3 separate regions of the Mus musculus genome follow, and regions 1 and 2 are each linked to region 3. Evidence: chromatin contacts called from public Hi-C data. All regions are on one chromosome and are shown on one strand. The core of a region is the stretch at or near the end of the contact, and the rest is flanking DNA. Distances in the headings are between cores, read along the strand shown. Region 1 overlaps Gtdc1 (glycosyltransferase-like domain containing 1). Region 2 has its middle 34 kb from the start of Gtdc1. Region 3 overlaps Arhgap15 (Rho GTPase activating protein 15).

Evidence for each region. A called contact is a pair of places that touch in the nucleus more often than the background predicts.
Region 1: a Hi-C map of Th1 cells shows a contact between it and region 3, with 2.5 times the contacts expected there. The contact joins two enhancer-like sites. A contact is called at or near these places in 1 of 484 Hi-C or Micro-C datasets (Th1 cells) and 1 of 115 datasets of contacts at active chromatin or transcription factors (CD8 T cells).
Region 2: a Hi-C map of Th1 cells shows a contact between it and region 3, with 2.2 times the contacts expected there. The contact joins two enhancer-like sites. A contact is called at or near these places in 1 of 484 Hi-C or Micro-C datasets (Th1 cells) and 1 of 115 datasets of contacts at active chromatin or transcription factors (bone marrow-derived macrophages).

The regions. Positions count from the first base shown.
Region 1 is chr2:44,878,028-44,880,727 of GRCm38.p6, reverse strand. The region is part of intron 1 of Gtdc1 (glycosyltransferase-like domain containing 1); the gene reads left to right. Among named protein-coding and RNA genes, the nearest start is that of Gtdc1, 48 kb to the left of the region's middle. Within about 2 kb of position 1,372, at least 6 of the 459 cell types and tissues checked have an H3K27ac peak or open chromatin away from gene starts, as enhancers often do. A contact at or near this core is called in Th1 cells, where this site is marked.
Region 2 is chr2:44,960,027-44,962,726 of GRCm38.p6, reverse strand. No RefSeq gene overlaps it. Among named protein-coding and RNA genes, the nearest start is that of Gtdc1, 34 kb to the right of the region's middle. Within about 2 kb of position 1,291, at least 73 of the 459 cell types and tissues checked have an H3K27ac peak or open chromatin away from gene starts, as enhancers often do. A contact at or near this core is called in Th1 cells, where this site is marked.
Region 3 is chr2:44,343,735-44,346,434 of GRCm38.p6, reverse strand. The region is part of intron 13 of Arhgap15 (Rho GTPase activating protein 15); the gene reads right to left. Among named protein-coding and RNA genes, the nearest start is that of Gm52508, 16 kb to the right of the region's middle. Within about 2 kb of position 1,369, at least 15 of the 459 cell types and tissues checked have an H3K27ac peak or open chromatin away from gene starts, as enhancers often do. A contact at or near this core is called in Th1 cells, where this site is marked.

The sequences.
Region 1 (2,700 bases), core at 123-2,622, 530 kb before region 3:
TCTGCAGCACATTTATCCTGGACCTACCTTCTGACTTTTAGAGTCCCCACTGAGAAGTCAGGCCTGCCTTTATATGCTATTTTATCTTTTCTGCTTGTAGCTTTTAATACTTTACTTTACTTTTCTTTTCTTTTCTTTTCTTTTCTTTTCTTTTCTTTTCTTTTCTTTTCTTCCTTTCTTTCTTTCTTTCTTTCTTTCTTTCTTTCTTTCTATGTTTAGAGTTTTGATTATGTGCTGAGAGGATATTTTGTTTGTTTGTTCCAATTTTATTTATTGTTCTTTATATGTATCTCTTTCTCTAAGGAAGTTTTCTGCTATGATTTTTTTTAAATATATTTTTTGGGCTGTTGACCTGGATATTTTCCTTTTTCTATTTCTACTATTTTTAGATTTGGTCTTTTTATAGTATCTTATATACTTAGATACTTTCCTGGATGTTTTGTGCCAGGAGTTTTTAGGTTTAACGGTTTCTTTGAACAATGTATCCATTTCTTATAGCTGTCTTCTTTTAGTGTATCTTCTGTGGTTCCTGTTCATGTTCTTAAATTTTTCATTCCCAAATTTCCCTCAGTTTGGTTCTTAGTTGATAATTCTATTTCCCCTTTCAAGTTTTGAACTCCTTTATTCCGTTCCTTTCACTGTTTGTATTTTTCATAGTTTTTTTTTTTTTTTTTTTTTTTTTAAGGGATTTGTTTCCTCTTTAAGGACCTCTCATAAAGCTGTTTCAAGATTTTTTTTTTCTTTTCTTGTGCTTCCAATATGTTGAAATATTCAAGGACAGCTATGGTAGGGTGCCTCAGTTATAGTGGGAACATACTGTCCTGGCTCTTCTTGATTATGTTTTTCCTCTTGTGCCCAATCTGAGATTGGAAAGATTGTAATTCTGGGTGCTGATATCTGGTGTTGTCTTTGTTGGATGGGTGCTGGGTTTCTCTTTCCCCTTTGATTCTTAGGAGTATGGTGTGTGTGTGTGTTGCTTGGTAGGAAAATCTGAGTTCTTGAGAGGTGTGGGCACTGGAGCTCTAAGTAAAATGTGTGTCTTAGTCAGTGTTCTATTACTGTGAAGACTCATCATGACCATGGTAACTCTTACAAAGGAAAACATTTAATTTCGGTGGCTTACAAGCCAGAGGTGTCTATTATCATCATGGTGGAAATCCTGGTAGTTTGCCCGCAGACATAGTGCTGTAGAGTAGCTGAGAGTTCTTTTATATCTGAATCCACAGCCAGCCAGAAGAGAGCACACTTGTCCTGGTTAGTGCATTTGAAACCCCAAAGCTCATCCTAGATGAAACACTTCCTCCAAGGCTACATCTACCCCAACAAGGCCACACCTCCTAATGCAAATTCCTAAGCATTCAAATATATGAGCTAATGTAGACAATTCTCATTCAAATCACCACAGTGTGTTTCTGGGTACTGGGGAGCTGACTTGTAGCAGTGAAGCTGGCTTGATATGGGAGGGAAGGTGCTAGGGAGGTTTACATGAGGAATGAAAATAGGGTGCTTTGTTAGTCCCCTAGGAATGGGGGCAGAGAGTGAGGAGAGTCCATAGCCATAGGTTTGTTATAGAGCTGTGCGTGAGATTGGAGAATTGAACTTGGAGGACTGGAGGGAGAGATGAAGATCTGCAATTAGTGGACTTGCTTCCCTGGTTAGAGTGGCCTGTGGTTTCTAGGGAGTGCCTGCTGGAGTTGGGCTCTAGGATAAAGCAATGTGTGTGTGTATGTGTGTGGGGTGGGGTGGGTAGAGAGTTAGAAGGGGAACATGTATGTAGCCCACTAGAGAGATGGGGGCAGGGGGAGGGGAGATGTTAGCAAGTAGTCTGCTGCAGAGGATGGGACTGGGGGCTGGATTTGGAGTATCTGAGGGAGAGGTGAACATCTGGTATTATCTATCCTGCCTGTTTGCCAGCCACAGTCTCATTACTGTATTTATATTTATTTTGTATTTGTATTTATAAAGATACTGTAATTTCTAGTATATCAGATTACTTTCAAATATATTAGGAGAAAAGTAACCTTTGTGACTTACCATTTCAGCATTGTTTGGTAGATAAATATGCTTTTAAAATTGACATTATAGAATTGTCAGATCATAGCAGAACTGATGAATGCTATATATCATTTGGATAGTCAGTGACAGGACTAGAAACCTTAGATACTAATGGACGTGGTCATCCTATTGACCCTCACAAATTTGCCTCATTAATATGTCAGTAGCATCTTCTAATGGATTTCTGAATGAAGTTATTCATTAGCTCTTTGGAAAGAGAAACAGTGAATGAATGATGTGACTGTGACGATGCTTCCATCTAGGTCTTTGGTTGCTTGTCCTTACTCATATGTCAGTCTAGATGTGGATGAACTGGCTGCCCCACTTTGAACTTGATAGACAGAGCATGTTTGTGTGAGCTATCTATATATCTATATATCTATATCTATATCTATATCTATATCTATCTATCTATCTATCTATCTATCTATCTATCTATCTATCTATATCTAGCTACATATATATGATTTTGGTTAGTTTATAACTCATTGACTTTCAGGAAGGTCATAAACGTCAGTCTTAAGAATTTGTCTGTGTGTAATGCACTTTAGAAGCCCCATTACCTTAATATTCAAACAAAATATTTGATAGCATATTTCATTCATAATTGTCCCATTTGCTTCTCATCAGTATTTATTTATTTAT
Region 2 (2,700 bases), core at 42-2,541, 620 kb before region 3:
ATTCAGGCAAAAATACTCATACACATAAGATAATAAAAACGAAGGCATGCTAACCCATGACTTTAATGCCAGCGCTAAGGAGGCAGAGGCAGGCAGAACTCTTAGTCCCAGTCCAGCCTGGTCTCCAGAAGCAGTTCCAGGATAGCCAGGGCTACACAGTGAAATTCTGTCCTAAAAACACCAAAAAAAAAAAAAAAAAAAGAAAAGAAAACTAATGAGAGAGAGAGAGAGGAAGACAAGGAAGAGGAGGAGGAGAGGCAACAAGGAAGTTCCACACTGCTTCGAGAACTGTGAGGAGATAAAATAAAGGAAGGGAAATGTCCCTGCCTCAGCACTTCCTTGTCAAATGAGCAGACTACCAGCTACTATTTCCCCACTTGGGTCTCTTATTCTTAGTGTATCAGAAGCTACAGTAGAAGCCACTGAAAGACTATCTTCCTGGGCAGATGGCCCCAGACTCTAATTTAGTTGGTGTGAGGTGGGATCTAGGAAAAAAAGCAGTTTTCAGGAGTTCCACAAGACCCTAATTTCAGGATGATGTAATGTGTTTTAAGAAGCAATGGAGTAAAAGACCCAGGGCAGCACATGTATCTGTATTGACACTTTAAATGGTCAGAGAATGCAGTGTTGGTTGTTGAGACCGGATATGAACACGAAGAAGGCTTCTTCAGGCACCATTCTGCAAACCCCCTTAACATGGGCTTCCCCCATGTTAATCTGCATACTCTACAGAACAGGATCAATTTAAAATGTAGATTCAGAGTGGAGCATATTACCCAGGTCTGAGCTCTGGCCTGTCTAGTATATGTGACGCTTTGAAGTTGACCTCCAGCACACCTTGTTTGTTTTTCTTAAAAGGTTGTTTCTGGTGTAAGCAACTCATTGCAGAATAAATGAAGACGTTGCTAAACGCTGTATATGGTGCTCTGGAATCGTGCCCCCCACAGCAATTACTAATAAAGTTGAGTGTTTCAGAAGCAGCCACAGACAAATACGTTCTAGCTTCTTTTGATCGTGTACCACAAAATTCAGACAAGTAATTTTTACTTTCCTACAACAGATGATACCGATTTTATCATGCTTTTCAAAAGCTGTATTGAGCTGCATTGAGTTGGGTGGGTTACAACAGCTCGAGTTTAGAAGTGCCACCAAAACAACATGAAATCTCTGCTCTTTTCTTAACCATACAAGAGTTTTGCCTCGGAAACATTTAAAAGAGAGTGGGAAGGATAGGTCACAGCTCTATGAACTGAAAGGCTAGTGGGTGTCATCATTATGGTTGCAAAGGAATCTTTCTGAGTGAGTCACCAAGTATGCTAGAATCCAAAAGTGTCTATGAACACCACAGCTTTGAGAACTGCTATGCCATAGCGGGATTGGGTGTTAATGTCCAATTGTGTTCTCCCAGTGCATAGCATATAAGAGACTCAGATTTCAGACAGCAGAGCCAGGAAAATGTGCTAGAAGGGAAGAAGAGGAAATAGTGAACCAGACTCACGAGGGCTGAGTGAGAGACATTCACAGGCTTTCGGAGGACAGGGGACAGACCTGTATGACTGTGATGGTAGAGAGATTGTGCAAAAGGGAAAGCTAGGCTATAATTTCACTGGGCAACTGGGCTGGTCATTAGAAGTGTCCAAAACGCCACCTAGGAGTTGTTTTTTGTAAGTCCCTGTTGGCCACTCTGCTTTTGGCCTTCCCTTTAGAACAGATTGCAGTCTTGGACAAGTCGGAGCTCAGGAAAGGACACAGCTGTAATCTTCATCAGTTTATCTTCCCTAGAGATGAGGCTAGGTCTGCCAAGCTGAAAAAGGGGATCTGACCAGAGCATCATGGTATCCAACATGAGTAGCATCCCAATGGAGCACCACTTATGGCAGGTAGAAAAGTACGGAGGAGTGATGACAAGTGGGTCATAGGTACACAAAGACAAGGTTTGACGTCTGACAGGAAGTATACAAAGACAACGGTTGGCCTCTGACAGGAAGTGGTTGGCAGGGGCTAAGCAAGTTATCCTTCCCCAAAGGGAACAGGTTGGCTTTGAATTGGCTCCTGTAGAAGGGCATAGTAGCTGCAATAAAGCTGCTTTAAAAAGATTTCATTCAGGAAACCTCACTGATGCCACTGTGAATGGGAGAATGAAGCAGGTCAACATCCATAAATGTAAGTTTGCATTAAGAGAAAAATTTTGCATTCTCCAAGTACCAAACACAGAACAATGAAAGTAATTCCAGGCCCATAGAGTGTTTGGTCTCCATCTATGAAGTTGCTTGCAGGCACTGCACTTGACCCGCGCTATTAGATTAACTCTAGAATTTCCATCTCTGTGAGCTAAATTTCCAAATGTCACCAATGATCTTTTGTAGCTATTGTTGGCTGTTGATGTAGATGTCAAGTATAGAGGTGTGAAAGTGTGACAGCGTGAACTATCCAGACTGCTGTTGTAGAGTAGAGAGGTCCTACATGGTTTTGCCATTTGAAACAGGATATGATATGTAAGGATGAATTTGACAGTTAATCTCCATTGTCAATTTGACTGGATTTAGAAGCATTATGAAGACATACCTCTAGGTATATCCAGGGGGATAATTCTAGAAACGTTCAACAAAGGAGGGAAGACTTACCTTGAAAGTGAGTCTCACCGTCCCATTGGCTGGGCTCCTGGAATCCCCCTGCCTCCCTCCCTCTCCCACCTCTCCT
Region 3 (2,700 bases), core at 120-2,619:
AAATAGGGTCTTTCACTATCAGTCATTCAACATCTCTTTGCAACCCCACTGCTATTTGAGATGAAGTCATTTCCAAACTAAGATATTTGCATTGTTTTCTCCCTTTCTTTCATTCCATTGAAAGCTCATGTCTTCATGAGCTGGCCTAACTATCCCCTAGATTTTAACAGTGACCACCTGTACTGTTGATTTCAGATCTTCCTTAACCCCCAACTTAACAAGCATAGTCCTTTGACTGATGAGAGTTATATGTGAAGCTGTGAGCTATTTAATATGCATATGCATAGTATACAGTACATATCTACTATCTATAAACTCTTTCAGTAAACGTATCTGAATAACCCTAAGCTCCACGTGGATTTTTAAAATTTAGTTATCAACTTGATTTATACTTCTACATTATTAAGTAAAAAAATGAATTATATTTAAAATATATTCAATAGACAAGTTTTAAACTATACATAAAGCAGGAAAGAAAAAGTAGAGTGAAACGAAAACAGGGTTGAAGATCCAAATAGATGCCTTGAAGATTCATGTATAGAATTTACGGAGTGCCAAGTAGAGCTATGACCATCAAATCTAACTACTTTGTAGAAAGGGGATCCAGGGAAGAAATTACTTTTACTGGAACCTGAAGACATCAAAAAAACAACAAAACAACAAAACAACAAAACCCCCCACAAAACCATTTAACTGTATTTAATGACCTGGAGTGATCAGTCAGGTAGGATTTAAACAGTTTCCTACTTGTCTACTTCCATTTACTTCCCATAGCTGTAGTGACCCCAGTTAGAGGGCCCACACCATTGTTAGATGACATGGGGAAGTCCTAGGTTTGCTCATCTTTGAAATCAGAAGATTAGACAGCTTCCGTTTTACTGGGGAAATCCTAGACACCATTTCTGACACAAAATGAGAATAGAGTTCAGTTGTTGCTCCCATGGTGACCTAACCTCTGCCTGCCTATTTAAGCTGTCTCTCCACTCCCAGATGTCTGGGAGAATCTTAGCACCAGCTCTTAAAAGAGGCGTTCTCTTCCTCCCTCTTCCTCTAGCCTAGGTGTTGATTGGACCGAAATTCCTCAGAACCAAAACCAAAACCAAGCTCTTCCCAAGCTCCTCAGACAAAAATCTTTCCATATGCGCCTGTGACGCCGTGCTCCTAATTTCTGATTTTAAACGCAACAGTTAACGTTTTTAAAAATAGATACCATACTTTGGTGTACTAATGTGTAAAATGTAAATGTGAAATATAATAGATTAGCATTAGGTTGAGTCAGGCAAGGGGAACTTTTCTCTTTAGTTTAGGACAGGAAGTCACATCTGCATTTTGAAGTTCATGTCCACCACGCTGCTTTGGTGTCAACTTTCACGATGACACCAGCGGCTCTCTAGTGGCTTGATTACTCATTTTCAGAAGACACTCCTTGATCTGCTTTGCCGAGTTATCTTCTCGGATAAATCGGCACAGCCATTTTGAAATACTGAAGACAAGGAACTAGCACATATCTATTTCTAAGCACAGTGGATTGTCCTTTCAGAATTCTTCCCATGTACACTGTGAAAAGCATGCAGCTATTGATAGATCCCAAGCTCTTTAAAACCCAGAGCTCTAGGGACAGCAAAGAACTACAGAAGCAGTGGCATGAGCCAAACAGGGGAAGACGAAACAGGCTCCTCACCTTGGCTATACTATGATAATGCTGTTCTAAACTTTTAGTACAGTTTTGATCACATTGCCCACAATATGATTTTCTCATCTTAAGGGAGCTCTCTGTATCTGGTAGCCTTTGCCTTCTTTGGACACCCCACATTATCTCTGGGCCGCCTTCTCCACTCATTTGCTTAGTCTGTTCTTCTGGAGCTCAAGTGTTAACTGCTTGTTTCCTTTTGGGTACAACCACAATCAAAACATGTACCCACTTTTGGTCCTTCTCATTGTCACAAAAGTTCCTAAACTTCAACGTTTTCCATGGAAATCTTCCATGGCTTGTCAAGATAGTGTGGCCATTTTGATTTAAAGCCATTTCTAATTCATTATTTCATTGGATTTTTAATTAACATCTGCAATAGCTGTCTTAGTTTCAAACTTTATGGTGGGAGGGGGGAGGACAAGACATGCCACATTCACTTCGAGAATGCCTTGTGGAGTCTTCTGAAATTTTATTATTCATTCAGCTCATCAATATTTATCGATAATCTACTGTGTCACTGGTGTTGGACCATAGTTAAGCATTAAAGGGATATACAATGTGTATTTAGACAATAAAAGTCATGGAAAGCGAGTTATTTCAAGCAACGTGAGCACAATAGCCAATGAGGAAAGACTTGGGAAATAGAGTTGGGTGGGTTAGCGAGAGTGTGAAGAGAGTCAGCGAAGGCAAATGTGGCCAGTCAGTGAAAGTTTCTCTAAGCCCTTTCCACTTGATGAAAGACTGTTCGATTCAAAGTCAAGCGGAGCTGACCCAGGAAATAACAGCCAAGGAACAGCAAGCAGGGTGTGGTTGATTTCTGCTTCTTGTATTGCTTAATAATTTTCCTAAAAGCATGCTTGGGAATGAATGACCTTGGTTAGGGTAATTCATTTCCATTTTCTGAACTCTAGCACCTAAAACCTCTGCTTGTTTTCCTGCTGTCTTCTTGTATAGGCTGAAGGTTAGCAGAGCAACACTAACAAATGTCCCCATTTCTAAAGTTTTCT